2 separate regions of the Mus musculus genome follow, and region 1 is linked to region 2. The links are chromatin contacts, called in public HiChIP or PLAC-seq maps. All regions are on one chromosome and are shown on one strand. Each heading gives the region's core, a stretch centred on a gene start, on an enhancer-like site or on the middle of the called end of the contact. The rest is flanking DNA. Distances are from core to core; before and after follow the strand shown. Region 1 overlaps Agtr1b (angiotensin II receptor, type 1b). Region 2 overlaps Cpb1 (carboxypeptidase B1 (tissue)).

Region 1 (4,990 bases), core at 2,249-4,748, 77 kb after region 2:
GCCATTATTGGATAATATGCTGATATAATCTGTTATTAATTACATAAAGCAAATTATCAAATCAAAATTTGAGAAATGGCAGAACAAACATTTTAAGTAGAGATATTTGTAAGATCAAGTTGAAGGAACAAAACCAAATCACTACAGGCATTTGCTCAGTGAATCAACATCAACTAATTAAATGAAAAATTTCCTTAGAAATATAATGCTTTTCTTGCCTATAGCTGCTCCAGTATTTTCAGCTCTTCCTTGAATTTCTCAGCTATCATGTACTTTATTTCTATGTAAAATAGTGCAAAGCAAATTAGGATGAATTTATTCACATTTTGGCAAGCAAAGTTCAGTAGAATTTTGTGAGAATAATATAATATGCAGATCATTTTAGACATCTTGGTATGAACAGGCTCCAATTTACACACAAAAATTATGTTTTAGAAACCAGTATATTTCAGTAGCCATAGTAGTGTATAAAAAGCACAATTGGCTTCAATCATAATCCAAATAATAAATAAATAAATAATGCTTTCTTTATGCTATACCCAGAACAAAAAATATTCTCTTTATATTAAAAACTAACCTGCCCCTTATGGTATTTTGATGTGGATCAGATAGTCAAACTTATTTTTCATCTTTAGAGTATTATGAGGATCAATGTATGCCCTTTGCTGGTGAAAATAAATACAGGATCCTCAGTGCTGTTTTGGCTATCCAAGCTCTTACCATTATAAAGCATGTAGTCGAACTACTATTCTTTCAGTCTTTTACTTGTCTTGAAAAGACTTAAATCAGAGATTCACAGAACACACTCTAGACTATGGAAGTCTGGGAGAAGCACACAGATGAGACAGTTTGTGGACTGCTCTGAGAAAGCTCCTCTGCTTGTGCCCAAGATGAGTTTTGCCCTTCTGAAACAGCCTCAGGGGGCAGCCTGAGCCTCATCCCACCACTATTTCTTTGTTGTCCCTATCAGTAATGTATTTTTCACTTTTCCTTTTCCTATCCAGCCAAAGATGCTGTGTGCATCTTCAAGTTACCTTTCAATTAAGTGAAATTGCTGTGTGGGTAGATGCAGGACAAAATTTATTATATTTGTATATGTGTACTTATTATTTTGATATTTGTTCAATTAATGTCATATAGTGCTCACATGTCATCAGTAATGAAGGAGATTATTGTCATACACTGTTAAGAATAGATATATTTAGTATTTTTAACACTTTGAAAAAGTTACTTTTGAGTGCTTTATTGTTGCATATCCTAAGATGAACTTCATGGCATGGCTATGGAATTATATACAATTTATACCACAAGGCTTTATTTGTGGTTTTTTTTTTTTGTAAAAAATATATTTGCTTTGGTTTTTGAAAACAGATGAACATGAAAATATAAAGAGAGAACTTATCTAATTTGATTAGGCAGGCACATTGAACAGTGATTTACACTAGGTGAATACTTAATGAATAAGCTATGTTTCTGATTATAAGTGACATTTGGCTAGTATTTTCATCGTTTGTCTATATAGCTCTAATAAAAATTTCTAAACAAGTCAATTGACTTTTAAGCTTTGTTGGAGAAAACGTAGTCTAATTATCAGAACGATATTTCAAGTTTTACACAATGATAGTGTGTATATTTTGATTAATTGGCTAATTTGTCAGAATAACACAGTCCCTAACACAGCCTTCTACCTTGGAAAAGAACTGTAGGGAGCTGCAAACATAATAGTTTTATGGAATTCCCAGTCTCAATTGAAATATCTACAGTGCAACTTCTATACCTGAGTGAAGCTTAGGGATCATAGAAGAAAGTTCAGAAAGACTGTACAAGAATGTCTGATGTCTGTATCTTCTAGATGTAACAGGGAAGCTACATCTGTGAACTCTCAACAATAATGTCACCTAAATAAGACCCACATAAAGACATCAGTTGACATGTCAACATGGATGGAGGAAAATTTACAAGGTTCCATGTATAGATAAAGATCTATGGTTATAGAGGAAGGAGATCAGTTTTCTCCCATACCAAGGGGGTTATTTATCCATATGGTAGAATCTGCCCAATGAGACCCAAATAGTCAGCCATAAATACATTGTCTTAGTTCATCTTTTGTGATAAATCCTATGAGGAAGACCAACTTGAGAAAGAAGGGGTTTATTACATCTTACAAATTAAAGTTCACCATGAAGGGAAGCTACGGCCAGGCACTCAGGGCAGGAATTTGGAAGCAGGAACTGATGGAGAACCATGGGAAAATATTACTTACTGTTACTCCATGTCAGGTGTAGTCTGCTTTCTTGCACAGCCTAGGACTACTTGCCAGGGGTGTCACCTCTCATAGTAGCCTGGGCTTTCCCACATCAATCAGTACTTAATAAATGCTCTACAGACTTGCTATTCTGACAGAAATAGTTCCTTAATTGATATTCCCTGTTTCTAGATGGTTCTAGTTTGTGCCAAGCTGACAAAACCCAGCCACCATGCATATGTACAAATGAGCAGCATGAACTCATACACATATGTATTTATTTGTGTGTGCATGTGTGTGTATCAGTAATAATTAGAGAAGAAAGGCCATGAACTCAAGAGGGAGTGGGGACACAGAAGGCGTTTGAGAGGAAGATGGAGGGGTGAAAGTGGTATAAATCCCCATGTAAGAAGTTCTCAGAAAATTTAAATAGAAAACAAATCTGAAAAAGTACACATTTTCATGTTATTATCTTTCACAATAAGTGCTAACCTTTCAGGCTTTATTGATTTAGAGCTTTCAGAACAAAGCAGAGAACATGGGAGGAAGATTGTGGTCTCATGTCAAATTCTTGATACCATCTCAGAAGGTGCTACATTGAGGGCTACTAGTGGCTACTTTTTCAAAGAATGCCATTCAGGAGTGAAGGAATTCTAGATAGGAAAGGTGGTAGAATATTCCCCAGGAGGAAGGACAAGTCAGGAGATTCTGTGCAAGATGGAGATAAATAGTGGCTATCTTCTGAAAAGTAGCTTTTTAAAGAGTCTAGTATTAAGCAAAAGCATATGGGTTCAAGCTAAGGACTCTGGGAGGAAGGCAGAGCAGCCATGATCAAAGCTGCTGACATCATTTGTGTTTTTAGCTCTGGACGGATAATGTCAACCACTCATATCTTCCATGGCTCTATTTATCATGTCTATCATTATCTATCTAATGTCCTAACATGATAATATTGTTATTTGTGACATTACAGCATTAGTTCTATTATTTTTCATTTTATGAACATTTCCTGCCTCTTTGTATGCATGATAGTTTTATGATGAATGATAAACACCATGAATTTTACTTTGTTCTGTATTTTATATTTTTAAATTAAAATTCTCTAGGTTTCTTTTGTGAAGTTATTGTCCTGTGTCCAAAATTTGATTCTTTGAGAGAGAAGCTTTTACATTTTGTTAGGTAGAATCAAAGCTATGTTTGGTACAGGGGTTACTTTCACTTTCTTAATACCTGATGCCCATGCATTATAGAAACCTCAGAGCTCTCAGTAGGTCTCTAAGCCTTTTCTTGGTGTAGCTGTCTCCTCCCTGAGGTTCTGTTTTGTAGACCAAAGCCTCTTCGGCTTCTCTGAACTTGATCCCCTCAGTTTAGGGAGGCTTTATTTTGCTTGGGCTTGTATTCTCTGCATCTTGATTTGAAATTGCTTCCAGGAATTGGGGAAAACACTGACTCTTCAGTTGTCTTGCAGGGAACCCTGGGAGATATGAATCATAGGTCTTTGCTACCCAATAGCCATTGTCTTGAAAACCATTGATCCACAAGTATATCCATTTTTTTTCTTGTTTTCATGGGGGCAGTTATATCTGGTCCCTGTCACTCTACCTTGCCTGGGTACAGATGTCTCTGGAAGAGCCCTGACATATTAAAATTGCTATTTGATCTTGGAAAACTAGTACATCTAATATTCTTTACTCTTGATAAAGTGGGGATAATATCTCAAGTATTAATTGATAAAATTCTATAGGAAAAGATGTATGTTATAATCAATAAGATTAAGGCAAAGAAACATCCATATACAATAGTGGGTTTTAATAAAAGAATCCACCTTATTGGCTGTTTTTTGTCCTTGGCACCAGAACTGTTTTCTGTTTTCCAGATATGCTTGCCATATTTACTACCCTCTTACCAACTGAAGACTCTGTAGTTTACCTTTAAAATTGCTCCTAAAAGACCAACGCGTGGATACTTTATCCCTCCCTAGAATAGGGAATAAAATATCCATGGAAATGGTTGCAGAGACAGAGATTGGAGCTAAGATGAAAGAATGGACCATTCAGAGACTGCCCCACTTGGGGGTCCATCCCATAATCAGCCAACAAACGTAGGCACTATTGCATACGCCAGCAAGATTTTGCTGAAAGGACCCTAAAATAGCTGTCTCCTGTGAGGCTTTGCCAGTGCCTGGCAAATACAGAAGTGGATGCTTGCAGTCATCTATAGGATGTAACACAGGGCCCCCAATGTTTCAGAAGCTAGAGAAAGTATCCAAGAGCTGAAGGGGTCTGCAACCCTATAGGTGGAACAATAATGTGAACTAATCAGTACCTCCAGAGCTCATGTCTCTAGCTGCATATATAGCAGAAGATGGTCTAGTTGGCCATCATTGGTAAGAGAGACACCTTGGTCTAGCAAACTTTGTATGCCCCAGTACAGGGGAATGCCAGGGTCAAGAAGTGGGAGTGAGTGGGTAGGGTAGCAGGACAGGGGGAGGGTCTAGGGGACTTTTCAGATAGCATTTGAAATGTAAATGAAGAAAATATCTAATAAAAAAGTTTAAAAATATGTTCCTAAAACAACCATAAACTAAGCAGATAATCTTTCTCCATCTAGGACTCACAGTGCATTATATCTAACTGAAATATTTTGCTAATGATTAAAAGAGTCCATGTGATTTTGCAGTCATAAAAATCTTACCTTGTCTTATAAACTAATTAAAATAAGTAATTATTTTCATTGAAGTATGAG
Region 2 (5,836 bases), core at 1,943-4,442:
GGCCAAAAAGGGGGAGTGGGTGGGTAGGGGAGTGGGGGGGTATGGGGGACTTTTGGTATAGCATTGGAAATGTAAATGAGCTAAATACCTAGTAAAAAATGGAAAAAAAAAAAGCCTCTTTTGTGCAAAAAGGTACTCTGTGCACTACCAAAAAAGAAACGTAAAGATCAAGCCAGCCACAAACGCTTTGATCTAAAATGGTGCCCTGACTGCAAGATATGCTAGGACAATGGTGGCATAAAACTTGTGGGAGTAATCAACTAATATTTAATTTCAATTAGTCCCACTCCACAAGATGGAACCCACCCCCAACACTGGATGATTACGAACTAGAGACAAGACAGCCCAGGGACCTAGGGTAAAACTAAATATGACTGTTCTAAAAAACAGTAGCAATAAAATGATCTATAATGGTATTCTGCTATACTCATAGATCATTGCCTTCCTCATCCATCATCAGAGAAAGTTCCTTCTGCAGCAAATGAAATCAAATACAGAGGCCCACAGGCAGACATTATGCAGAGTGAGAAACCTTGAAATTTGCAGCCCTACATGGGATGCCTACTTCAAATTTCTTAGCTTAGAACTCAGGGAACCCTGAGGAAGAATAGGCAGAAAGAGTGTTCGAGTCAAAGGGATGGAGGGCACCAGGAAATAAGTCCCTCTAAATCAAAATGATCAAAGCTCTATGAACTCACAGAGGGAAGCAGCATTCATAGGGCCTGCACGGGTCTGCAGCAAGTCCTCTGTATATATTATGGCTTCCAGTTTAATATTTTTTAAGGAGCTCCTGAGCATGCAAACAAATACGTCTCTGATTCTTGGGATCTTTCCTTCTGTAGATTTGCCTTGTCTAGCTCACATATGATAGTTTTATAACTTATATTTGTTGTATTTCAATTATCCTCTAAAACAAACAGAAAGCTTGTTTGTTTCCTAGTTAGAGACAGGAAGGAAGTGATCCAGTTGGGAGAGGAAGTGGGGAAGAGTTGGGAGGAGCAAAGGAAGGAAAGACACAATCAGTATATATCATCTGAGAACACAATCTATTTCTAATAAAAGGGAAAAGTTAAAGTGTGTCTTTGGAAGTTGTGGCAAACTAGGAAAATTTCCAATGGCCACTACCTCTAGGCTCAGGGCTACCCTATCATTAGTATCAGCTTGTCTAAGCCTTCACATCCAGGTTGGAAAATGAGAAACAGACCAGAGAATTTCCAAGATTATTTTATAGATTTTAGTGCAGAAAGGTCCTTGTGTCCTGGATTGGCAGTTCTGGGTTCACTCTGCTTAGCTCTGGCTCAGTGTGTGAGGCGAGACAAGGTACTCAGCTGGTATTCTTCTAGCTTCCTGCCTTTCATTTTGAGGCATTATATTATTATTTATTATTGTTTTTAACTAGACTGTGTGTATCAACCAAAGATTGTGCTATTTGTCATAACTGGTAAATTCAGCTATCCATGGTGTAGCCTTGACCCGATTCTCCTGTTCTCTTTCTCTGCTTCCTGGCTGCCAGACCAGCCTTATCCTTCTCTCCTGTATTCCCTGACACGACAGAGTTGATCTTCTCTGGATAAAATAAACCAGAATAAATCCTTTTTTTCCTCAACTCACTTTTTTGTCAGGGTGTTTTATCACAGAAATATAACAGTAACTAATACAATCATTCTTGTGGTATAGCTAAATAGAACTACTGCCCTTTTGCATATTAGTAAAGAAGCCACATTCAAATGAAATTGTTCCCTGTTTCAAAATTCCATTAGTTCATCCAGTTTATCCGGAATTTTCTTAGTATATAATATATGTATGTATATTTGCATACACATGTACATACATACATATAACACACACACACACACACACACACACACACACACACACACACACACAATTTCTACTCCAGAAACTAATAAGGAATTGTTCTGACAACTTTTTTCAGCATTAGAATGAACAGCATTTTCAACACTGAAGTGGTCTCTCTCGCATTGCACCCACTCACCAGCTCCTCATAGTTCTCGGGCAGCTTATAGTCGTAGGAGTAAGGATAGAGCATCATCTGTGAGTAGGAGTGGACGGTCAGATAGGCCTTGATGGAGGAGAGGTTCTGGCGGATGAAATCTGCCAGGGCCTTTGTCTCTTTTTCTGACTCTGGAGTTGGTCCACAGTAAGTGTCAGAGCAGGGACTCCGAGAAGCTCCCACTTCTGCAAAAAAAAAAAAAAAAAAAAAAAAAAGTGTATTTTTTATCAGTCACCAACGGTCACCTACTGGAGTTCTCATAGAAGATGTTAGGTATTTCATATTTTCAGCTAGGAAGTTAAATCATATAAGGTGTTTTCTTAGAACTCCAACAATTCTTCATGAGTTTTCATCTGTCATCTATCTATCTATCTATCTATCTATCTATCTATCTATCTATCTATCATCTATCTATCTATCTATCTATCTATCTATCTATCTATCATCTTTCTATCTATCTACCTATCCATCCATCTATTATATGTTCATCTATGCATATATTAGGATGGCATATTTTTAAACTGATAAGAAATTACATATGAAATCACTAATATCATTACATTATAGGCCTTTAAAAATCAATATTTGTGAAGGCAGGTAGTATCCCTGTGCTTTCTGTATTTCAGTCCGCACTGTCTATATCCATATAAAGTGATATCAAGACTGCGGACTCTGTCATTAAGTGGGATACTTATTATTCATGTCCATAAAAAAATCCTTTACTATAATCACTAAATTGCATTATAATTTTTAAATGATTGTTTATTTATTATTTTGTCTAATTTGCCATTTGATTTGATTTTGTAAATATATCACACACATTGGTAGATTGCATCAGGTGTGTCAGTTGTGCATTTACAGAAATTAATATATCTAGGAACACAACACAGAACTTGGCACCATATTTTTTAATAAAATGGATGAATAAACTACTTTCTGTGCTTTGAGAAAGAATTGTAAAACATAAAACTTTGTAGTTTTTATTGTTTTGAATATTGACCTATTGTTTTCTCATGCTGCTTTATCTCTTATGCTTTTTAATGTTGTATACAAAATGGTTAGCTAGACATACACTCACCACACCAGCCAGCATCAAAATTTCTGTTGGGGTCTACACCAAAGCAGGAACTTCCAGCCGTAGTAGAGCGGGTTTTTCTCCACATTCGGTCCTGAAAGTAGATTATCTAGTTAGATCAAAAGCTACAGGAAGTAACAGTGTGACTGTCACAAGTCCCTCTGAGTTCAAGTACCTTAGCCCATGTGTAGACATAGCCGTCAATGTTGACCACAGGCAGAACATAAAAGTCCAGTTCGTCAAGAAGTCGTTTCATGTGGATCTCTTGTTTATAGGTACGGACAGCCTGGATGTGAATAACAATGTGAATTCATGCAAGAATAGAATGGATGATGCTACCAAAATTTACATGGCCTGGATATAGTTGATTTTGGTAATAAAAGCAGGGTTCTCTGCCTCATGGCCAGTCTGCATTTAAAAACAACATTTTCCTGAGCTTTCTTGGATAAAGCACTGCAAATAATTCAGAAGTGAATTGAGAAAAGGAAATTAAATTTCATCTAATAAATTATTTTTTAAGAGCATATCAATGTAAAGTTTTATATTTCGAAAAAAAAAAAACTATAAAATAATGCAGGGAGTTCCCATACATTTTTCTATCTAGTCTTCCCTAATGTTACCAAAATTTTTTTTGTAATCACAGTCTAGGTATCAAAGTAAAGGTGCTAGCATGGACACAATATTATAAAATTATTTTAGATTTTATTTAGACTTCATCATTTTTTATCAATGCCCCCTTTTGATTATAGGGTTCACTTTGTCTCCGCTTCTGTCTCTCTCTTTCTTGGGTCTCACGTTGCCCCGACTGCCTCAGACTTGCTATGCAGTTGAGCTTGTTCTTGAACTTCTCATCCTGACTCTATTTTCCAAGCAAGGGATTACAAGCTTCTACCAGAATTGACAGCTGTCACATTTCCTCCTTCTTCGCTGATGTTTGATGATTTTCAATATTTTTTTCATCTTTTATAACTTTCATGTTGTGGAAAATCACAGGTTAGGTTGATTGGCAATTGTAGGGGTATTATATCTTTAGAGAAGGTTACCAAAGTGATCTGTCTTACACAGTATTACTATTTTACTTAACACTGATGATAGTATTCTTAATAACTTAGTTAAAATTGTTTTTTAAATTTTTTTTCATTGTAATTTGAAAAAATTTCACTTTGCAATTAATATGCATTCACAAAGTATGTGAGCATACTTTGTGGCTCTGAAAATGTCTTGCATCTTCTTAAAGCTTTATACACTGAGTTTTGCACCCTTCAATGGATTTGCTGAAATCATTATTACCATGATATTCTAAAGGTGATTTGGTTATTATTTGTGGATATATTATTTGTAATTATTCTATAAGAAGTACTTATTTCTTTTTCTTTTTCTTTATGAAATATATTTGTATCAACATGAGTGCATACACATTTGAAAAGTTGAACATTTCAGCTTATCAGGGGAATTCAATGGGCAGTTGCCGATTTATCCATACTGATCAATTTTTAAGGGATGAATCACTATTTTAGCTGTCAGCTAGTCCACCTAAGGCAGGTGAGAAAGTGTAACTTAGTGAAATTTAAATAAACCCAATTTTCTAACTTAAAAAATGCATGTCATACAAAGGTCTGTTGACAAGTATTAAAACTAATTTATCCCCATAGGAACTTGGAATTGTCAATTGTGTGTATCTATGTGTATATGTCTGTATATTTGTGTTCTTTTGTGTATGCATGTGTGTGTATATATATATGTATGCATGTGTGAACATGTCATTTTTCATATACTAGGTTATAAAGGAATGAATCGAAATTAATACTTTCTATTTCTTCCATCAAAAATTATTCTGTCCACCCACCTCTCTCACAAACCACTGACAGAATGCAGGAGAAATCCACTCTCTTGCGTGGAAACCACAGTCGATGAAGAAGGCAGGCTTATTTGGTCTATCTTTGCCAATCTATTGTGAGAAAAGGGAAATGGAGAAGCGTTATTTACTACATGGCACTCAGGGGTTAACATCCACTTCCTTTGGACTCTATAGGTGAATCCTGACAGCATCTGGCAATGCCCAACACTCAAACTGTTCTTGTCTCTGAACAGTCACTGTGTTTATGCTGAAAGCTTGCATTACTATTAGGCTTACCAAGCCTACAGTGCCACAAAAAGCTTGTTACCCCACGAACCTGTATTCCCATAGCACTTATTGTCAGCTGTGGTTACCTACCATGACTATGACAATTGATGACTAATGATAAGTAATTATAATTGCTGCTAAGTTTATGAAAATGTCTCTTCTCCTCACTTACTTCTTGTCTTTTCATTTTGTCACTGGACTTGCATGACAAAAGTGGCATGCAGGGTGATAGAAACAAATGTTGGTGTTGATTGTAATGTGGTATGATAAATGAGAATAGCTTGACTGAGAGCTTGCTAACAAAAGCAAATGGACTTGGAAACCACACCAGGGAGAGAAGAATTTCATCACGGTCTACCATCACTTAGATTGCTTACAGGAATGTGGTAAAATTTATAAGAATTCTCTTATTTTACTAGTTTTTATTTTTGATAAATCAAAAGGAATTATATAAAAATGCATATAGAATAAAAGAATCCAAGGAATCTGAGCTATAGGGTTTTACTTTTCTTTTTTGATAACCACGTCTGTGAAACAAATGCTAGTGAGTCAGAATTCATTGTTTTAAACCACTTAAGTCATGTTTAAAAACTGTTACCTTGAGAACATACATGTTACGTCC

Evidence for each region. HiChIP or PLAC-seq counts read pairs in DNA pulled down with a chosen protein or histone mark.
Region 1: a contact with region 2 is called in an H3K4me3 HiChIP or PLAC-seq map of the SCID.adh cell line, with 10 read pairs. The contact joins two enhancer-like sites. A contact is called at or near these places in 4 of 39 promoter capture datasets (the 3T3-L1 cell line, embryonic stem cells, macrophages and 1 more), 2 of 15 datasets of contacts at CTCF or cohesin (the G1E-ER4 cell line and the NIH/3T3 cell line), 51 of 484 Hi-C or Micro-C datasets (DN2 thymocytes, the G1E-ER4 cell line, the HL-1 cell line and 30 more), 5 of 115 datasets of contacts at active chromatin or transcription factors (the SCID.adh cell line, bone marrow-derived dendritic cells, epiblast stem cells and 2 more) and 3 of 9 other capture datasets (adipose tissue, liver and macrophages).

What each region holds. Positions count from the first base shown.
Region 1 is chr3:20,337,118-20,342,107 of GRCm38.p6, forward strand. All of the region lies in intron 1 of Agtr1b (angiotensin II receptor, type 1b), which reads right to left. Among named protein-coding and RNA genes, the nearest start is that of Agtr1b, 28 kb to the right of the region's middle. Within about 2 kb of position 3,499, at least 4 of the 459 cell types and tissues checked have an H3K27ac peak or open chromatin away from gene starts, as enhancers often do. A contact at or near this core is called in the SCID.adh cell line, where this site is marked.
Region 2 is chr3:20,260,414-20,266,249 of GRCm38.p6, forward strand. It overlaps Cpb1 (carboxypeptidase B1 (tissue)), which reads right to left. Exons shown (of 11, transcript NM_029706.2): 5 at 5,813-5,836; 6 at 4,936-5,037; 7 at 3,265-3,375; 8 at 3,093-3,183; 9 at 1,997-2,199. Among named protein-coding and RNA genes, the nearest start is that of Cpb1, 12 kb to the right of the region's middle. Within about 2 kb of position 3,193, at least 2 of the 459 cell types and tissues checked have an H3K27ac peak or open chromatin away from gene starts, as enhancers often do. A contact at or near this core is called in the SCID.adh cell line, where this site is marked.